2 separate regions of the Hordeum vulgare genome follow, and region 2 is linked to region 1. Evidence: chromatin contacts called from public Hi-C data. All regions are on one chromosome and are shown on one strand. Each heading gives the region's core, a stretch centred on a gene start, on an enhancer-like site or on the middle of the called end of the contact. The rest is flanking DNA. Distances are from core to core; before and after follow the strand shown. Region 1 holds the start of LOC123444397 (putative RNA-binding protein YlmH). Region 2 holds the start of LOC123444398 (dynamin-related protein 5A).

Region 1 (3,362 bases), core at 304-2,803:
TATAAATTCGACAAAACCTCAAAGCAGCAACTACATCTGGGTCATTTCTCATAGAATCTGGATGTCCAACTGAAATTCGGCACCGCTCAGCCTATAGATGGATATGAAGATGAGAGAAAAAAGGTATATAGGTTAATATAAGCTACTATTCGCAAAAAAAGGTCAATATAAGCTATTAACAAGTCCTTTGATTGTATTGAATTTCACCTGTGGATAGCCTCCCTGAGCTATTGCTTTGATATCGGCTAACTTTTCAATTGCCAGCATAGCCTCCGTTATGATAGGCGGCGTAAGGAAACTGGTGTGGAAGACGTCTCTTCGTTGGGAAGCCCTTTGTGCCTGCACACGCTTGATGTCAGTACAAATTCATGAATTGAAGGACTAATGTTCATGTAACTGGTAACCCCAGTAACTTGTTCAATATAAAACAGGGTGATATTCCTTCTCTTGGAAATGGGCTAGTACTAGAACAAATTTACTGAAAAGCCATGTAGCAACCTCATGGTACATTGTTAATATGCAAAAGGCAGTTATGTTATGTTCTATTTCAAGCATCATGCGACACTATAGTATATCAGGATCAAATTTGTATTTCCTCCCTGCAGCTTATCCGTATACATCTATTCACTAGTTCTAGAACTCCTGCCACTTGGTATACCTTGGAAGAAGCAATTTTGAGCAATTTTATTCTCTTCTTACAAAGGCACCAGTCAATATGAATATATGATTCAAAGGGTATGTTTTCACACCCCAAATGGTCATTTAATTAGCCTTTTCTTCATGCTTCAATAGCGGAACAGCTAACACAAAGCACATCTGATTTCCCATAATTTCCATGTACTAAAAATACTCTCTTAGAGAGGAAGCATCAGCCTATTAGAACACAAGCTGAAGCTCATGAATAGTGGGAAGAAATCTCAAATTCGTCCACGGGACAAGTATCCGCACTATCATCAACCATCTAATCTCAGCAAACAGGACACTCAATAGAACCGTTTCACTTTAACATCGATCTGGACTGTGACGGAAGTCCAATGGAAAATATAAATGTGGCTAGGATTAAGAAAAGGAGATAACCATATCCAGAATGCGCATAACTTCCTCTGTTACATGCATGTACATCCATTCACCAATTCTAGAACTCCTGCCACTTGGTGTACCTTGGAAGAAGCAATTTTATTCCCCTCTTACAAAGGCACCAGTCAAAATGATTCAGAGGTTATGTTTTCACAGACCAATTGAACAATTAACTGACTTTTTCTTCACGTTTCAATAGCGAAACAGTTAACACGAAGCACATCTCACCTCCCCTAATTTTCATGTACTGTCTTACAGATGAAGCATCAGTCTATTAGAACACAACCTGAAGCTCATGAATAGCGGGAAGAAGTCTCAAATTCCATGGAGGCACAGTTCGTCGACAGGCCAAGTATCCGCACTATCATCAACCACCTAACCTCGGACACTCAATAGAACTGTTTCATTCACGTCGATCTGGACTCTGACGGAAGTTCAATGGAAAGATACAAATGTGGTAGAATTAAAGAAAAGGAGATAACCATATCCAGAATGCCCATGACTTCCTCGGTTACATGCCTGTGCACGCTCCCCTTCGCAGACGAATCTCCGACTGCGGCCGCCGAGACGGCAAGGGCCACGTCACACCGCCCTGTGCATGGGCGGCCAAGCCTCAGACAACAGCTCAATCAATCAGAGTATGAGGCCGACCGGGCAATGGCTTACGGCTTTACCTCGCGCGAAGAAGTGGAGTGGTGTGGGGTTAGCACGGCGCAGGCAAGGGGGGTGGAGGAGTCGCCGGAGAGGGCTTGCCAAGGCGACCGCGGCGGCCATCCTCTCTGCAAGCCGACGAGGCCGCCTGTGCTTTGAGGAGCGCTCTGTGATGTGATGTGATGTGACCGTGCGGTTGCCTGACCGGGTGGGGGGGTTGTGCCGTTCTGTTATGCCGTCTGTGGCCCTTTGTGGGCTCTGTGGACTGTACTGGTATCGCAGTATCCCCGCCGCCGCGCCGCCGCCGCGATGAGCACGCTCCTCCGTCGCATCCTCTGCAGCACGCCCGCCGGCGCCTCCCTCTCCCACCGCCTCCCCTTCGGCACCTCCTCCCGCCGCACCCCGCACCGCTTCCGCCGCAGCCATCGCGCGCCCAGCCAGGCGCCGTCACCCGACGCCGTCTCCGCGGCCGTGGCCTCCCTCCCCTCCCGCCTCACCCCGGCCGTCCTCGCAACCTCCCTCGCCTCCACCTCCGACCTCCGCCTCCTCTTCCCGCTCCTCACCCACTCCCTCGGCCGGCCCACCTTCCGGCCCGACCCCGGGCCCTTCCTCGTCGCCATCAAGCGCCTCGGCGCCGCCGGCCTCTACCACGAGTTCGACCGCACCTGCGGCCTCTTCTTCTCCCTCCTCCCCTCGCTGCCGTCCCCGGGGCCCCTCCTCAGGGCCGCCCTCTACTTCTACTGCGAGTTCCGCAGGCTCGGCAAGGCGTTCCACGTCTACACCCTGATGCGCTCCTCCGCCGACCCGGCCGCGCGCCCCGCCGCCGACACCTACCACGCGCTCTTCACCGCGCTGTTGTCGTGCGGGGGCAACGACTCCATGGTCCACTACATGTACATGGACACCGTCTCGGCGCTGTTCCGGCAGATGCTGGAGGAGGGCCTCCCGCCGGACACCCGGGCGCTCAACGTGCTCGTCAGGGGCTACGCGCAGTCGCTGCACCTCAACGACGCGCTGCGCGTGTTCCACCAGATGGCGCCCGTCTACGGCTGCGAGCCCGACGGCCTCACATACAGCTACCTCGTGCGCGGGCTAAGCGCGCAGGGCCGCACGAGGAACGCCGAGGAGCTGTTCGACGAAATGCGAGGCAAAGGGATGATGCCGACGGAGCCGGCCTGCAACGCGTTCGTCAGCGCGCTCGCGGTGGCCGGGGAGGCCGCGGAGGCCGAGCGGGTGATGTGGGACATGGCCAGGGCGGGGGCGGTGGTGGACCATATCACGAGGAGGGCCGTGGTGGAGGAGCTCGGGAGGGCCGGGAAGAGGGAGGACGCTGAAAGAGTGGTCGGGGAGATGGAGGAGATGGGCATGCTCAGAGTCGCCGAGCGGCGAGAGCTCCTGGCCTCGATCCAGGACGACGAGTACGGCGACGATGGCATGGATGCTGACGAGAGCACGAGAGGTGGTGATCGGCGGCGACGACAAAGTGGTTAACAGAGTCAGAGTGTTCCGCTGGCGGTGCTGATTACCACCACGCGCGAACAAGACGTCTTGTAAACACATGCTAGAATGAAAGAGACGAGGAATAAACCAAGTTAGTACTGGCTAAATTCCTACTCCTCGTATTGGTGTGTGTA
Region 2 (3,374 bases), core at 363-2,862, 510 kb before region 1:
ACCTTGATCCGACTCAATTTGCTACTGATCCAAAGAAAAAGGATAGGGGAGAAAGCTTCAACATGAGGGAGGACGAGTTGTTGTGTCATGTATGGTGGCCACTACCATCGATCCAATCCATGATAAAGAGCAAAAAGGCTCAACATTTTGGGCCTACATTCACACTTGGTTCCACGAACACAAACATTTCGAGCCCTACGCCGACGAACTCATTCGCAACCGTGGGTGAATTCTCTCAAACCACCGATGGTACATCATCCAAGAGTCAGTGTCCAAGTATTGTTGCCACTTGAAGCAACTCATCGGACAATGACCAAGTGGTGCGCAAATCTCCGAGCAAGTAGGTTGTCATATGTGTTGATATTTTGGGCGGGTATGTAAATTGTTGCTCGGGTATGTAAATTGTTGCTCGGATATGTAACTTGTTGGACGAATATGCTCTATATTTTGGTCACCTGGCCAAATCAGATATGTAACTTGTTGACAATGTTTTACTCTTTAGCCTTCTCGCGCATGCAATTTGTTCATGAAGTTGAAGAAGAAGAACTTTGTTGTCTTGCCCTGTTGGTTGAAATTGAATGGGCAACCCAAATGAAATGTATTCATTGCTAACTCCGTCATGACCGTCGACATGGACACCGAGAAAGAAACACGTGATCAAACCAACCCAACAAAAGAGTCGTCCAAAAAGGTTAGAAGAGTGTTTCAAGGAAAGAAGTGGGAGGAGGAGAAGGCGAAGCGAGAAGGGCGACAACCAAGATGATGGAGAGGTACAAGGACATGTTAGCGAAGAAGGAGTAGGCATTTGTCAAGAGCCCTGACATCAAGGAGGCATGTAAGGCCGAGAGGTTTACCATATCGATGGCGGCAACCGAGAGAAAGCTCAAGCTTGGAGAGAAGAAAGCCATGCTCGATGAGAAGAAGATTAAGATTGCACCACTTTGGAGGATGCGAAGATATTGACCTTTTAAATGGAGGAATTATATGATGATGCCAGACTAATCATGAAAGCCGCCAGTCTTAGGATATTGAAGCACACAAATGGTTATCTCGAGAGGGAGAGAAAGGGACGATCGAGAAGGCGGCAACGACACAGTGAGCGTGGAGGCTTAGATTGCCGGTCGGGCAAGGCAAACATCTATTTTATGCATTGAATGCCGGTACGATATTTTTTATGACCGGGCATGTAAAATCTATGCATATTTGTCTCTTTTTGGTTTGTGGTCAGCGCACGCTACGTGATCGGGCAGATTTGAATTCAAAATAATTAAACTTGAGCGGACATTTAAGAGACATCTTTGGATGATTGGCTCTTGCATCATTGTTTATGGACTGGTTTCAACCGTTCCATACAGTCCGTAGACCTGTACGGTGTCCTGATTTAGGGATCGGCGTTGAGATTAGGGAGTAATAGTTCTTTGTGGGCTACTGGGCTTGTACCTTGAATACACAAGTCCACTTTCAACGGTTGGATGGGCTGGACCCGTGACCTCGATGCGATCAGGAGGGAGGAGCCGAGGAGGCGTCGAAGACACGATTCGAGATCGGCCCATCTCCTGTATAATATAAAGAAATATCACGATCCCAAACGGCTCTCGCTGTCTCGCACTACAGCCTGTACTCTGCAACCCTTTCCCACACCTCTCCGGCATTTCAAATTCAAACCCCGCCGTCTCCGCTTCCACTGGCTCCCCCACCCATGGCGACCAACGCCCTCCTCTCTCCGGCGGCGGGCAGGACGCCGAACCCCAAGGCCACCCCTTCCCCGTCCGCCCGCCGAACCGTGGCGGATTCGGCCTCGGCCGCGGCGGCGGCGGCCGCCGCCGCGTCGGACACCAAGGCCCGGTTCGAGGCCTACAACCGGCTGCAGGCGGCGGCCGTGGCGTTCGGGGAGAAGCTCCCGATTCCGGAGATAGTGGCGATAGGGGGCCAGTCGGACGGCAAGAGCTCGCTCCTGGAGGCGCTCCTCGGCTTCCGCTTCAACGTCCGGGAGGTCGAGATGGGCACCCGCCGCCCCCTCGTCCTCCAGATGGTCCACGACCCCACCGCCCTCGATCCCCGCTGCCGCTTCCAGGTGCGTGCACTGCCCCGCTTCACCTCTTCTAGGGTTTCCCCCCCTTCGTTCCCCTCACAGATCGAGTCTGGTGCTCCTGGTAAACGCGTGCGAGCGGCTGATTAGCGTGGGTTGTGCGGCGCATCGCAGGAGGAGGACTCGGAGGAGTACGGCCACCCCATGGTGCAGGCCGCGGCCATAGCCGACCTCATCAAGCAGCGCACCGAGTCGCACCTACGGACGATCAAGGCCGCCGTCTCGCCCAAGCCCATCGTCATGAGGGCCGAGTACGCGCACTGCCCCAACCTCACCATCATCGACACCCCAGGTTTCGTGCTTAAGGTAGGCAGCGGTGAATTGTGGGCTTCCACTTCCCAACAAAGTGCAGTGGTTGTTTGGTCTGTTTGTCAGCTGGTTGATGGAATTCCTGACCGCTGTAGGCCAAGAAAGGTGAGCCGGAGAGGACGCCTGAGGAGATCCTGTCGATGGTGAAGACACTAGCGAGCCCGCCCCACCGCCTCATTCTGTTCCTCCAGCAGAGCAGCGTCGAGTGGTGCTCTTCGCTCTGGCTCGATGCAATCAGAGAGATCGATCCCACTTTCAGGCGCACCATGATAGTCATCTCCAAGTTTGACAACCGACTCAAGGTATGCTTGCCAGCCTGCAGAACAATCAGTACACTGTGAGGTTCAATAGCTTCTTCACTGTAAATTGTGAAATGAAATTGGTACTGTGTCTTATGATGTTGTCGCCTATTTTGATCATTTCAAGGAATTTACTGAAATGAAATTGGTATCGTGTCTTACGATATTGTTGCCTGTTTTGATCATTTCAAGGAATTTACCGAAAGGTGGGAGGTCGATAGCTACCTGAGCGCAAGCGGTTACCTTGGGGACAATATCCACCCATTCTTTGTGGCTCTTCCAAAGGACCGAGGAACCATCTCCAATGACGAGTTCCGGCGGCAAATATGTCAGGTAGATATTGATGTGCTGCGACACTTGCGTGATGGTGTGAAAGGGGGTTTCAATGAAGACAAGTTTGCTCCGTACATTGGGTTTAGCTGCCTCAGGAAGTATCTGGAGTCTGAACTTCAGAAGAGGTACAAAGAAGCAGCTCCAGCCACCCTAGCATTGTTGGAGCAGAGATGCAGTGATGTCTCGATGGACCTATCCAGACTGGACTCCAAACTGCAAGCAACCTCTGACGTCTCTCAGCTGAGAAGATCGGCAATGCTTCATGCTGCTTCTATCTGCACCCATTTGGTATGTAAACAAAGCACAATCTGTCCTTGCATAACATTTCTTTGTAATTAGGTTGC

Evidence for each region. A called contact is a pair of places that touch in the nucleus more often than the background predicts.
Region 2: a Hi-C map of leaf shows a contact between it and region 1, with 8 times the contacts expected there. The contact joins the promoter of LOC123444398 here to the promoter of LOC123444397 in region 1. A contact is called at or near these places in 4 of 6 Hi-C or Micro-C datasets (leaf and seedling) and 1 of 1 datasets of contacts at active chromatin or transcription factors (embryo).

What each region holds. Positions count from the first base shown.
Region 1 is chr3H:484,270,105-484,273,466 of MorexV3_pseudomolecules_assembly, reverse strand. It overlaps LOC123444397 (putative RNA-binding protein YlmH), which reads right to left and starts at 1,553. Exons shown (of 11, transcript XM_045121096.1): 1 at 1,078-1,553; 2 at 208-339; 3 at 18-91. The coding sequence starts at 1,122. It overlaps LOC123444396 (pentatricopeptide repeat-containing protein At2g27800, mitochondrial-like), which reads left to right and starts at 1,994. Exons shown (of 1, transcript XM_045121095.1): 1 at 1,994-3,362. The coding sequence starts at 2,038. The coding sequence ends at 3,219.
Region 2 is chr3H:484,784,973-484,788,346 of MorexV3_pseudomolecules_assembly, reverse strand. It overlaps LOC123444398 (dynamin-related protein 5A), which reads left to right and starts at 1,612. Exons shown (of 8, transcript XM_045121098.1): 1 at 1,612-2,074; 2 at 2,204-2,395; 3 at 2,494-2,700; 4 at 2,890-3,318. The coding sequence starts at 1,700.